Linked DNA regions of Zea mays: region 1 is linked to region 2. A link is a contact called in public Hi-C data. All regions are on one chromosome and are shown on one strand. The core of a region is the stretch at or near the end of the contact, and the rest is flanking DNA. Distances in the headings are between cores, read along the strand shown. Region 1 holds the start of LOC100285814. Region 2 holds the start of LOC100285376 (RING-H2 finger protein).

Region 1 (5,519 bases), core at 444-2,943, 490 kb after region 2:
ATCGGATATAAGAAGTCATTATGGCATATATCAAAATGAACACATTTGTACAATTAGTGTCTCTTGACAAGGTAATTATTTATTTTTGTCGTTAACTAGTACACAAAAACATAGCCACGTGCAAGTTTAATAGGTCCCCGCGGGGAACGGGAATGAGGAATGCTTCCCCGTCCCCATCCCCGTTTACCCGTCGGGGGATAAATTTTCCCCATTTATATCCCCGCGGGGGAAGTTTCTTCCCCATCCCCTAATGGAGGAATTCCCCGCGGGGAATCGGGTCCCCATTGCCATCTCTACCTAGAACCATAGAACCAGTAATATCGGCATGACTGCAGCAATTTAATTGAAAGGTCGATTGTAACAAATATTGTTTCGACAAAAAAAATGTTTTTATGTTTGTCTACTTGACAGTGCAAGTTATGAAGGTTTGGCCAAATGCACATGGCAGCAACACATGTCAGCTTTGCTGCCATCATAACTAGTCATGAAGCTTCAACCGTTTCTTAAAAAGAAAATCTCAACCATATTTTATAAAGAAAGGAAGATAAAAGTAGGTAAGATGCGAAGAAAATATGCATCAGGTTATTTGTGGAAAGAACTTGAGTGGCAGTGTTCCTTACAAATAAGAAAGCATGGCCTCATAACAATTGTTCTATTGCACAATAATTGTATGTACTCTAAACTTTTTAGCATTAGTGTGTGTGGATATTGTGGAGATGCTGATGTTATTGCTACAATGTTTGCCGGCAACATGTGAACATGTCGCTTGTGGTACTCGAAGATCTATGTTGCTTACACTATATTCTCACGCTCTTCTTCTGTTGCGCTACATGTCTAGTGGGCAACGATCCATCACATACTCGCATGTTATTTTGGTTAAACACGCTAGATATGCTAGTGAGTAGTGTACCCATTTTCCATTTTCTAAAGTGATATTAGAGTTCTTCATGTGTGTTTTTGATCTGGATGATTTGCATATATGCGATATGACTATTAGATCGAATCTAAATTTGCTTTGATTGTGGCATAGATTGGGACAGATGAGGTGGTTGTTCCTATAGTCACACAACCTTTTTGCTCTTATCAGTTGAAATTTCCATCAGGGTATAAGATCAGTTTGCATTCACTTTTGACCGATGACACAACTTACTCATACTGCTGTCGTTGTTATTAACGATGAAAGCACAACTTACTCATAATACTATTGTTCTACCTCATATGATTATCAATATTATTAATGGTGAAAATATAGATATTTAGGATGTTTCATATAATCTAATAAGCTGGATTATATAATCCTGGAGGGAAACAGAGTTGTTTCATATAGGTACCGTTTGGTTCAAATATTTGTAATGTAATGGGTAAGTGATTACGTTAAATCATGTTTATTTTAGTCCAACCGTAATCAGATACCGTACTAAAATTTGATACCGGACTATTCAAACTTGTTACCGCCCGTAATCAAGTGTAAACCATTACCATTACTCTTTACGTTACATTTCGTGAACCAAACAGCACCATAATCTAATAAGCTGGATTGCATAATCCTGTAGGGAAACAGGACCTAACATGAGGATTTATATTTTTTAGTGTTCTCGGTCAACTGACATGCCACTTTCTAATGGGGAAGATGCCGATGCCGAGTTGCCAACACAGCACAGCCACAGCCACGGCGCAAAAGGTCTCTCCTTTCACCTCTGTTCAGCCAAAGCCACCTCCCCAAACCCAATCCCGTCACTATCTCATTCCCCTGACCGCCGGAACACCCTAGGCAATGGAGCCCAAATCCACCACCCCTCCCCCGCCCCCCGTGATGGGCGCGCCCATCGCGTATCCTCCCCCGCCCGGCGCCGCGTACCCCGCCGGGCCGTACGTGCACGCGCCGGCGGCCGCGCTCTACCCTCCTCCTCCCCTGCCGCCGGCGCCCCCCTCCTCGCAGCAGGGCGCCGCGGCGGCGCACCAGCAGCAGCTATTCTGGGCGGAGCAATACCGCGAGATCGAGGCCACCACCGACTTCAAGAACCACAACCTGCCGCTCGCCCGCATCAAGAAGATCATGAAGGCCGACGAGGACGTGCGCATGATCGCCGCCGAGGCGCCCGTCGTCTTCTCCCGCGCCTGCGAGATGTTCATCCTCGAGCTCACCCACCGCGGCTGGGCACACGCCGAGGAGAACAAGCGCCGCACGCTGCAGAAGTCCGACATCGCCGCCGCCGTCGCGCGCACCGAGGTCTTCGACTTCCTCGTCGACATCGTGCCGCGGGACGAGGCCAAGGACGCCGACTCCGCCGCCATGGGAGCAGCCGGGATCCCGCACCCCGCCGCCGGCCTGCCCGCCGCCGATCCCATGGGCTACTACTACGTCCAGCCGCAGTAACGAATTTGCTTCCTTATCATGGTTTCGCTTCCATGCAGCCTTTGCGGGTTTTTAGTAAACTATTATTATTACTGAGAGTGCCCTGTTGTTACCCATGCTCTGTTGTTGCCACCCAATAACTCGATGACCTGATGATCATCTGATGTGCCTCCCGTTCCGTAACAAGTGATTCCATTTCTGATTACAGAGAGATGGCTGCTCGTAATTAAGAGTGAGGCTGTGTGATGGTTATGGTACATGTCATGCTTGTCGTGATTATTAATCATTAGTGCTGGTACTCTTATGGCATGTTTGGATGAGTCAATAGTAGTTACTAGTTGGACTAAAAATCAGCTTAAACTAGCCAAGGTTGGATATCACTAACAGCCAACTGAAGAGTTGTCTAAAAAATTAGCCCATCTATTAGCCCTCCTGTTTGGATGAACTAGAGCTAACTAGGGTTAATTTTTAGCTAGCCAGTGGTTAGCCCCTGTATCCAAACAGGCCCTTACCTTGTCCAACTCCCAACTACCGTAAAATTACTCATGTATACTTGTGTTGAGCAATGTCATGCTGCTCTTTAGATTTTTGTAGGCTAGAAAAGCAACCGTTTCCAATTGTAATGCTATGGGGGCTTCATGTAATCTCAAGCTTGTTGGTAGCACAAATATTTGATTAGTCCCCATTCTCTGTATCATTAAATTATTTGTTTTTTCCTGGTGTTCCTTCTTGGAATAATTTCAGGGACCTTATGTTTGCTCATTTTCCAGAGTATGAATGTGTTCCCTGATTCATCTTGGAATATATTCAGGCTGGTATATTTTGCCGAATTTCCATATTGTAGATGGATGTATATCATGTTCCTCGTTGGGTTGGGATAGTTTGAGTCCACTGTTGTGGTAGCCGAGCTATGGAGAGTTTACTTCCTTGCAGTGCTCTTTGCGGTGGCAGCTATGCAAAGATCCGGAGTTTGTGTTTGCTATGGAAACTTCCATACATTTTCTGGTGCTTTGTGGGCGTTGAGGTTCATGTTTATTTTCCTCAAGTTGGACGAAATGGTGGCTTGTCTGAACAAATGACTAGTGGCCCCTGGTGTTCATTTGGTTAACGGTTGGCCTGTCTGAACAAATGACTAGTGACATTTGGTTAACTGTCCAAGTAGCCGCTTCTTCTCAAGACTTTTTTCAGGTCGAAACTCTACGTATCCATGATTTTGTCCCGTTATATTCTGTAAGTATATGTGCTGAAATGGGGATGCATCTTTATTTTTTGTTCTTTTAATTTTCCTCAAGCTTTTTTTTCTTCGATATTAACGAAAACTCAGACTTTGGCTCTTTTTTGCTAAAAATGTTGGTCATACGTCCATTAATCGTGAGTGAGCGTTTTCTATTAATTACTCAGGCTTTCATGACATAAACCACATTATTTGGTTTTTGGTGGAGACCATTTATCGTTAAAAAATTCATATGTGTTAGTTTTCGATATTAACAAAAACTCAGGCTTTGGCTGTTTTCAGCCAAAAATGCTGGCATATGCCCATTGATAGTGAGTGACCTATTACTTACCTCACATATGTTTACATGATATAAACCACATTATTTTGTTTTTGGTAGAGACCATTTATCGATCAAAATCTATAAATGTTAGCCTACGATATTACAAAAACTCACGCTTTCTTTTTTGGCGGATACCATTTATCTTTCAAAAATTCATAAGTGTTAGCCTTTGATAAAACTCACACTTCATCCGTTTTCGGCGAGAAATGATGGCCACATGCCTATTGATCTTGAGTGAGAGTCTCCTATTACATACAATACACATGTTTCCTTGTCATAAACTACATTATTTAGTTTTTGGTAGACACCTTTTATCAATCAAAAATTCTTATGTGTTAGCCTTCGATATTAGTGAAAACTCATGCTTTGGTTGTTCTCTTCCAAAAAATATTGGTCATATGCCCATTGATCATATGTGAGTCACCTATTACTTACGCCACACATATTTGCATGACATAAACCACGTTATTTGGTTTTTGGTGGAGACTATTTACCGGTCTAAAATTCATACGTGTTAGCCTTCGATATTAAAGAAAATTCACGCTTTGCTCGTTTTTGGCCAGAAATGATGGCCTTGTACCTATTGATCGTACCTACTGATTGTGAATGAGAGTCTCCTATTACTTACACCACACATGTTTTCTCGATATAAACTATATTATTTGGCATTTGGTGGAGACCTTTTATCGGTAAAAAATCCATATGTTACGATATTATTCAAAACTCATGCTTTGTTCGTTTTTGGCCAAAAATATTGACCATATGCTGATTGATCGTGTGTCAGTCTCCTATTACTTATCACACACATGTTTTCTTGACATAAACCACATTATCTTGTTTTTTTATGGAAATCATTTATCTGTAAAAAAACATTGGTGTTAGCCTTTGATTAACGAAAACTCACGCTTTGGTTGTCTTCAGCAAAAAAGTGTTGGCCATATGCCTATTGATCATGAGTTCTACTGACCCCACACATGTTTCCTTGACATAACCACATTATTTTGATTTTGGTGAAGACTATTTAGTTCGATGATGGTTAATGATCCTGCATAAAAGTTGTAACTTGTGTGGTTGAACTTGTGTTGTTGAATTTGATCTGTTTCTTTTTATGCTATTTGGTTTGTTAACTCAATTACTCTACTTATATATGAACTTATTTTATATTTGAACTTCTATGTCAAGTCTGAAAAGACGTTTCAACGTTTGTTTAAACGTTTAAATGTTAAAAGTTGTCAAGTCTGAAAAGAGGTTTCAACGTTTGTTTAAACGTTTAAATGTTAAAAGTTGGTTCATAACGTTTTAAATTTTTACCGTTTTAATAACCATGGTGATCCTGCATGCGGTCATCCGACAAAATAATCGTGTGCTGATTTTAGTTTATTGTTTTATATGTTCGAAACCTGAACAAGAGATCAATTGCGCACGGTAAGATCACTTCTGACTATGTGTAAAAACTGCTGAAGAGCTAAGCAAAAGTTGTCTTTCTGAAATTGCGTAAAAATTCGTGCTACGGAGTTGTCTTTCTGAAATTGCGTAAATTTTTCGTGCTACGGAGGCTCAAACAAAATAAGCCTAAAGCATTTCCATTATAGAATGTCAACTGAAGG
Region 2 (5,264 bases), core at 2,360-4,859:
GTCCCTGTGCATAACAACAACAGGACCGATCATTGAGTGAACATTTAACACCCACTAACTGTATATGGAAAGCTTGGCTGAAGACTGACAGACAGCAACGCCAAGAAGAAGAGGAGGAGGTACTGTAGGATAGCTCGATAGACAACGATATAGCTGTATGTTCTGCTTGCAAGTTGTTCTCTCTGCTTGTAGCAGTATGGGTTGCCCTCAGGTAGGCTCTGAATGATTCTTTGGTCACAACACACAACACATGTTGGAATTATACACAGTACACGTCCGAGGCTCAAGAGATGGAACAAAGCTATGAAGTTTACAACATTCATTATAGTCACTATTCCAGGCAGGGGACAGGCTTGCGTCTGTTGCCCGTTCATTCATGGCGGCGGTTCAGTTGAACGCCGACTCGCCGAGCAGGAAGAAGATCACTGTTTTCCGGCGGAAGGAGACGTGACAGTGTGACACCGAACCGAAACCACCGTTCCCGCCTCCGGAAGCCTTGCTGCTGCTGCTGAAGCATGAACCATGAAGAAAGGAAGGATCCAGACCGGCGGCAGCAAAGCCCAGGTCGTCTTGTTGTCACGCCCATGCCCGGAGACGTCGCTGGCGCGGTGCCTGCCAATGCTGCCAGTGATCCGGAGTACGTACTTGGCTGGCCTCCGATCCAAGAAAAGAAACCGACTTGCTGTGACGGGCGCCGCGCGACGTGCTCCCCATCCATCCATCCAATCATCTCTCGATGAGATCATGGGAAGGAACGTCGCGATCGTTGGCGTGGATTCCGCTGGCCCCGTGCCTGCCTGTTTCGTCCCTGCACCGCCGCCAGCCGCTTCTACCGCCGGTGAGGTCGCCTTGACCGATCACCCAGGATGCGGGCCGGTGCAGTCGAGCAGGCGCGCGCGCACGCCATGATGTGACCTGCGATAGGCTAGGGGATGGCTTCCAGCGGCGGCTTGTATGCTGTCCGCCAGGAAGATGATACAGCAACTTCACTACTCTGGTAGCCCACCGATTTCCCCCTCCTTTTCACACAGAAACTCTCTTCTCTCCTTAAATAAAGGGGTGATCTAGACCTCACCAGAACGATAGAACATTTGAATTTTTTTTTCTCCACACCCCCTCCCCCACACACATACACACCGGAGACGGAGAAGATAAAGAGAGTGAAAAAGTGTGAGGTGTATGAGCTTCTAGTCGATGATCAATGGTTATATAACTCATATTTTTTGTTGAAAATAGCATGAACAACCATTTTTCAATAATACTGAAGGATAACACATACGGATTTTTAACCAAAAATTGTCTCAATAAAAAAATCCAAGAATGTGATCTATGGTAAGGAAATATATGTGACATCATGTGTATTAGCCTCTGGTCGATAATCAATAGCCACACAACCCCATTTCTGTCCAAAATAGCATGAACGACCATTTTTTATAATACCGAAGGCTAACATTTTTCTTTTGGCGAAACAGACAGGCTAGGCGGTGAAGATGAGAGAGACAACAGCGAGATGAAATCAACGATGACACCTGTTGGCGCCGATCCGGGCGCCAATCACCGCGATGAGAACCGATGGCGGTGCTCTCTGCAGAGGCACGGATGGTCTGTGGCCAGGGCCAAATGATCCGCCGCAGGGGATGGTTCCTGTCTGACGGGCTGGCTGGTCGAACAGTCCGCTCGTGCACAGGGGCGGTGAATTTTGCCGGCGGCGCCTAGATCTAACTCCTGGAAAGGATCCCGTCGGGAAAGAGAGGTCCTAGGCCTTGTTTAGGGTCGACAGACCATTCTAGACGCCTCTAATCGATGTAGAGCCGAAGGGAGGTGGGGAATTATGGGTAGAGAAAGGCTAAATTATGGCTAAACTACAATTACTCCTAATGCATAAGTTAAAAACAAGATGTAATTGATTATTCATGTTCAATTGGTCATAGTCCTCCGTATATATATAGAGGGAAGATCTGAATCCATTATAATTCGTATCTCAAATTAAATCTGTGGTTTAGCTATAAATCTCGCAAAAACTTGAAACCTAACTAATGCCGCGTACGCGTGCGGATCGTCCGCACCACCGGTGCGAGTTCAACAACACCATCGGCGGACTATCCTTTTTGTGTTCAACAACACCATCGGAGCGGGCGGAGATAGGAGGGTCTTGCCGGCCACACCACGGCGGAACGGTGAGCGGAAAGGACCGAGTGTTCTAGTCCTCCAAAACACACACACACGTGTGTGATTTAGACAAATTACAAATATAGCTCCTCCACCAAAAATCACAGCCGCCGTTAGCTTTTTCCTCCTCTCACGTCTTCTGTTTTCATATTATGTGTAATGTGTTAGGAGAGACTATTAGCTAGGAGTATTTGCTAAAGCATCTGTTATAATACTACACTACAGCTACCCTTATTTTATTAGGAATAAATTAATTATTCGTGAACATCAATACTATTATTTGATTTGAAATATATTATTGGTAAGGTCGCGTCTCTATCTATCTATAATAAAGAAGAGAACAGCGTGAGATGCCGCGTCTCCCTCCGGCAGCCGTCGCCTCCTCGCCCAAAATATCAGCCGTCGCCTCGCCTCGCCTCGCCGCTAGAACATTCCTCCGTTTCGTTACCTTCTCTTTGCCCAACCTACTTGATTACATATAAATACAATAAATACCACTAGTATCCTTTTTTGGGGGGCCTTGCTCAGATCAAGAGAAGAGGCAAGGGCAACCAACTCCAGATTTCTCTTGTTAGATTGGTGCGTAAGCAAGCAGGATTTTAGTACTTGGTTCATACGAGTAGATTATACTTTTGGAATGAATAAAGACAACAGAGAGCTTCGGAGAAACGAAAGGGGAACAGCTTTGTTGCCACCATTTTCTTCCTTCAATCTCCGTTCTGTCCTCTCTCTCCCCCGAACAAAAAGGAAAAGAAAAAAAAAACCTGTACAGAGACACTGCTGCTGCGAGGTGCAGAGTGCTACGCCTACTCTCAATTCCTAGGGCGCTAATCAGGCAATCCGGGGCACCTCGTCGGCGGCAGCGGCGGGGGGCAGGAGGCGGTGGCGGCACAGCGGGCAGGTGGCGTGGTCGTAGTCGATCCAGGTCTCGAGGCATGCGCGGTGGAAGAGGTGGCCGCAGGGGAGCCGCTGCACCACCGACTCCGTCTCGAACCGCACCAGGCACACGCGGCAGTCCCCGCCCCGGCGCCGCCCGTAGCGCGACGGCCGGAACCTGCTCCGGAACCGGTCCGCGAGGCTGGGCCCCACGGCCGTGACCGTCACGGCCTCCGCCTGCTGCCGCGGCTCCTCGTCCTCCGCCGCCGCCGCCAGGCCCAGGAACAGCAGCGCGGCGCGCACCAGCCCCGCCAGGATCGCCACCGACGCCGCCGTGTTGTACAGCACGAACCCCAGCAGGCTGTCCTCGGGCGCCGGCATGCTCGAGATGCCCATCTTCGCTCGGTTCCGGCCGCACTCGCTCGCTCGAGCGCCACCGATGGGATCCGTTCGATACTTGGATTGGGATTGGAGAGGATCTGGGGGCCGGCCACGGGACCTGGAGCACTCGGGGAAGGTTGCAATTTGGGCGAGGTGGGTGGGGGTTAGGAACCTGCAGTGGAAGGAGCAGCTCGGCGAGGGCTGCCACAAGTATTTATAGGCGGTGCCGGTGCGTGCGTGGTGGCGGCCCAGAGGCAGATCCAACACAAATAACAGTGGAAGTACAGAGATAATCACTAAAATATTAGAGTGAAAACATTTAAGTTAGGTTGAGAGATATTTATGATAATTTTTTAAAATCTACTACTTGTAATATAGAAATAAGCGAGGATTTAGGCTCTTCCTTCGCCCTTTCTAAATCCACCCCTGGATGCAACGCTTATTTTTTTATTTATAATAGGGCTATAGACAACTAATAATATATATACGATCGTCTAAAATATTATTTTACGCTATAGATTGCACTATTTATATAAAATAGAGTTGTAAATAATAGATATAAATGAGTAAGTTATCGGAGATGGACTAAGGTTGCGCTTGTACATATGATCATATAAAATACTATTTTTAAACTCGTAGTCCATACTATTCTACAAGCGAAGTTTAAATAGAGTGAAAGGCGGCTAGAGACAGCCATAACTTGTTTTCTATGAATCCACTTATTTTCTTAGAATTTTGTATTTTAAGATGAATTTTAGAGTTACAATATCTAAAAATACATTATATTTTAAGCATTTAAAATATAGCAAATAATTTGTTTCCCTTTATAACCAGTTCAGATCGAAAATCAAAATGGTCCACACATGCATGCCGCCAAGTCGATAACGCTGAAAAAAAATGAAGAAGAGGAGGAAAGCAATGGTCCAGAACATGCATTCACTGCAGCTGCTACTGGATAAGATCGTCAGGGCATGGCTAAAGGAGACCAGACACCAAGGCCCGCTGCAACAAAGCAAATGGAACCATTTCAATAAAACATTATTAAAGCTGATGTAAAATTGCTGATATTTTGTTTTTGTTTTCCTTCTCGCCGAGCTCCACCACCCAGCCCGGTGCCGGCCATGGCCATCCACGTTTGAGTAGCTAGCAGAGTCTGTCTGTTTGGAAGCTTCTCCTTCGGATGCGTGCGTGCACACGCTCGCCGCCGGTGGTGCGCGCTACTTTACTTGCACCGGTGACACCACTGGCGAGCACGAAAGGGACTGACACCGACGCCACGCCGCCACGTCGAACCCCGGGTCCCGGATGCGCGACACGTGCGCCTCCACCGCTCGTCCCGTCCGCCGCGATGACGCCACCTGTTCTCCGTTTCCAGTCAGCAAGGAGGAGACGCCGGCCGGTCGCCATCGCCCGCGCGGAGAAAAATCTCTACGCGGTTTTTGCTGGTTTACCGCGTGGTTACATTACATTGTTAATATATCTATCATTCTATTGTTGTTAATATTTCTATATTTACATGGTCGGCTGTGGTTTTTTGAGACCGTGCTGTGGCGTGGCATGATTTGCAAGTACTGACAAGCGGGATTTTCACAGTGGTTTTTGCCTCTCGAGATAAAGTAAAGATAATCCCGCCCAGAGGTGGTAATTGTTAGGTGCATGCATGTCAGCTGGGCACGTAGCTACCACCTCTGTTGCTCTTGCTGCGGTCCACCGGCAGCGGGCCGGGAGTGGAAGAACCGAGTGGTTGGTGTCGCGTTGTCCGGGCCCGGCCCATGCGGCGCGCGCGTGCGACACTTGGACGGGCGCGGACACGTCACCACGCGCACGGGCCCCCGGCC

What was found. Hi-C and Micro-C count contacts between places; a contact is called where the count stands out from the background.
Region 1: a Hi-C map of tassel shows a contact between it and region 2, with 2.7 times the contacts expected there. The contact joins the promoter of LOC100285814 here to the promoter of LOC100285376 in region 2. A contact is called at or near these places in 8 of 25 Hi-C or Micro-C datasets (bundle sheath, ear, endosperm and 3 more).

What each region holds. Positions count from the first base shown.
Region 1 is chr1:187,888,185-187,893,703 of Zm-B73-REFERENCE-NAM-5.0, forward strand. LOC100285814 reads left to right here and starts at 1,694. Exons shown (of 1, transcript NM_001158704.1): 1 at 1,694-2,559. The coding sequence starts at 1,775. The coding sequence ends at 2,377. It overlaps LOC100277912, which reads right to left. Exons shown (of 2, transcript NM_001151356.2): 2 at 5,430-5,519.
Region 2 is chr1:187,392,143-187,397,406 of Zm-B73-REFERENCE-NAM-5.0, forward strand. LOC100285376 (RING-H2 finger protein) reads right to left here and starts at 3,610. Exons shown (of 1, transcript NM_001158269.2): 1 at 2,767-3,610. The coding sequence starts at 3,441. The coding sequence ends at 3,001. LOC100383749 (C2 and GRAM domain-containing protein) reads left to right here. Exons shown (of 9, transcript NM_001355451.1): 9 at 1-314.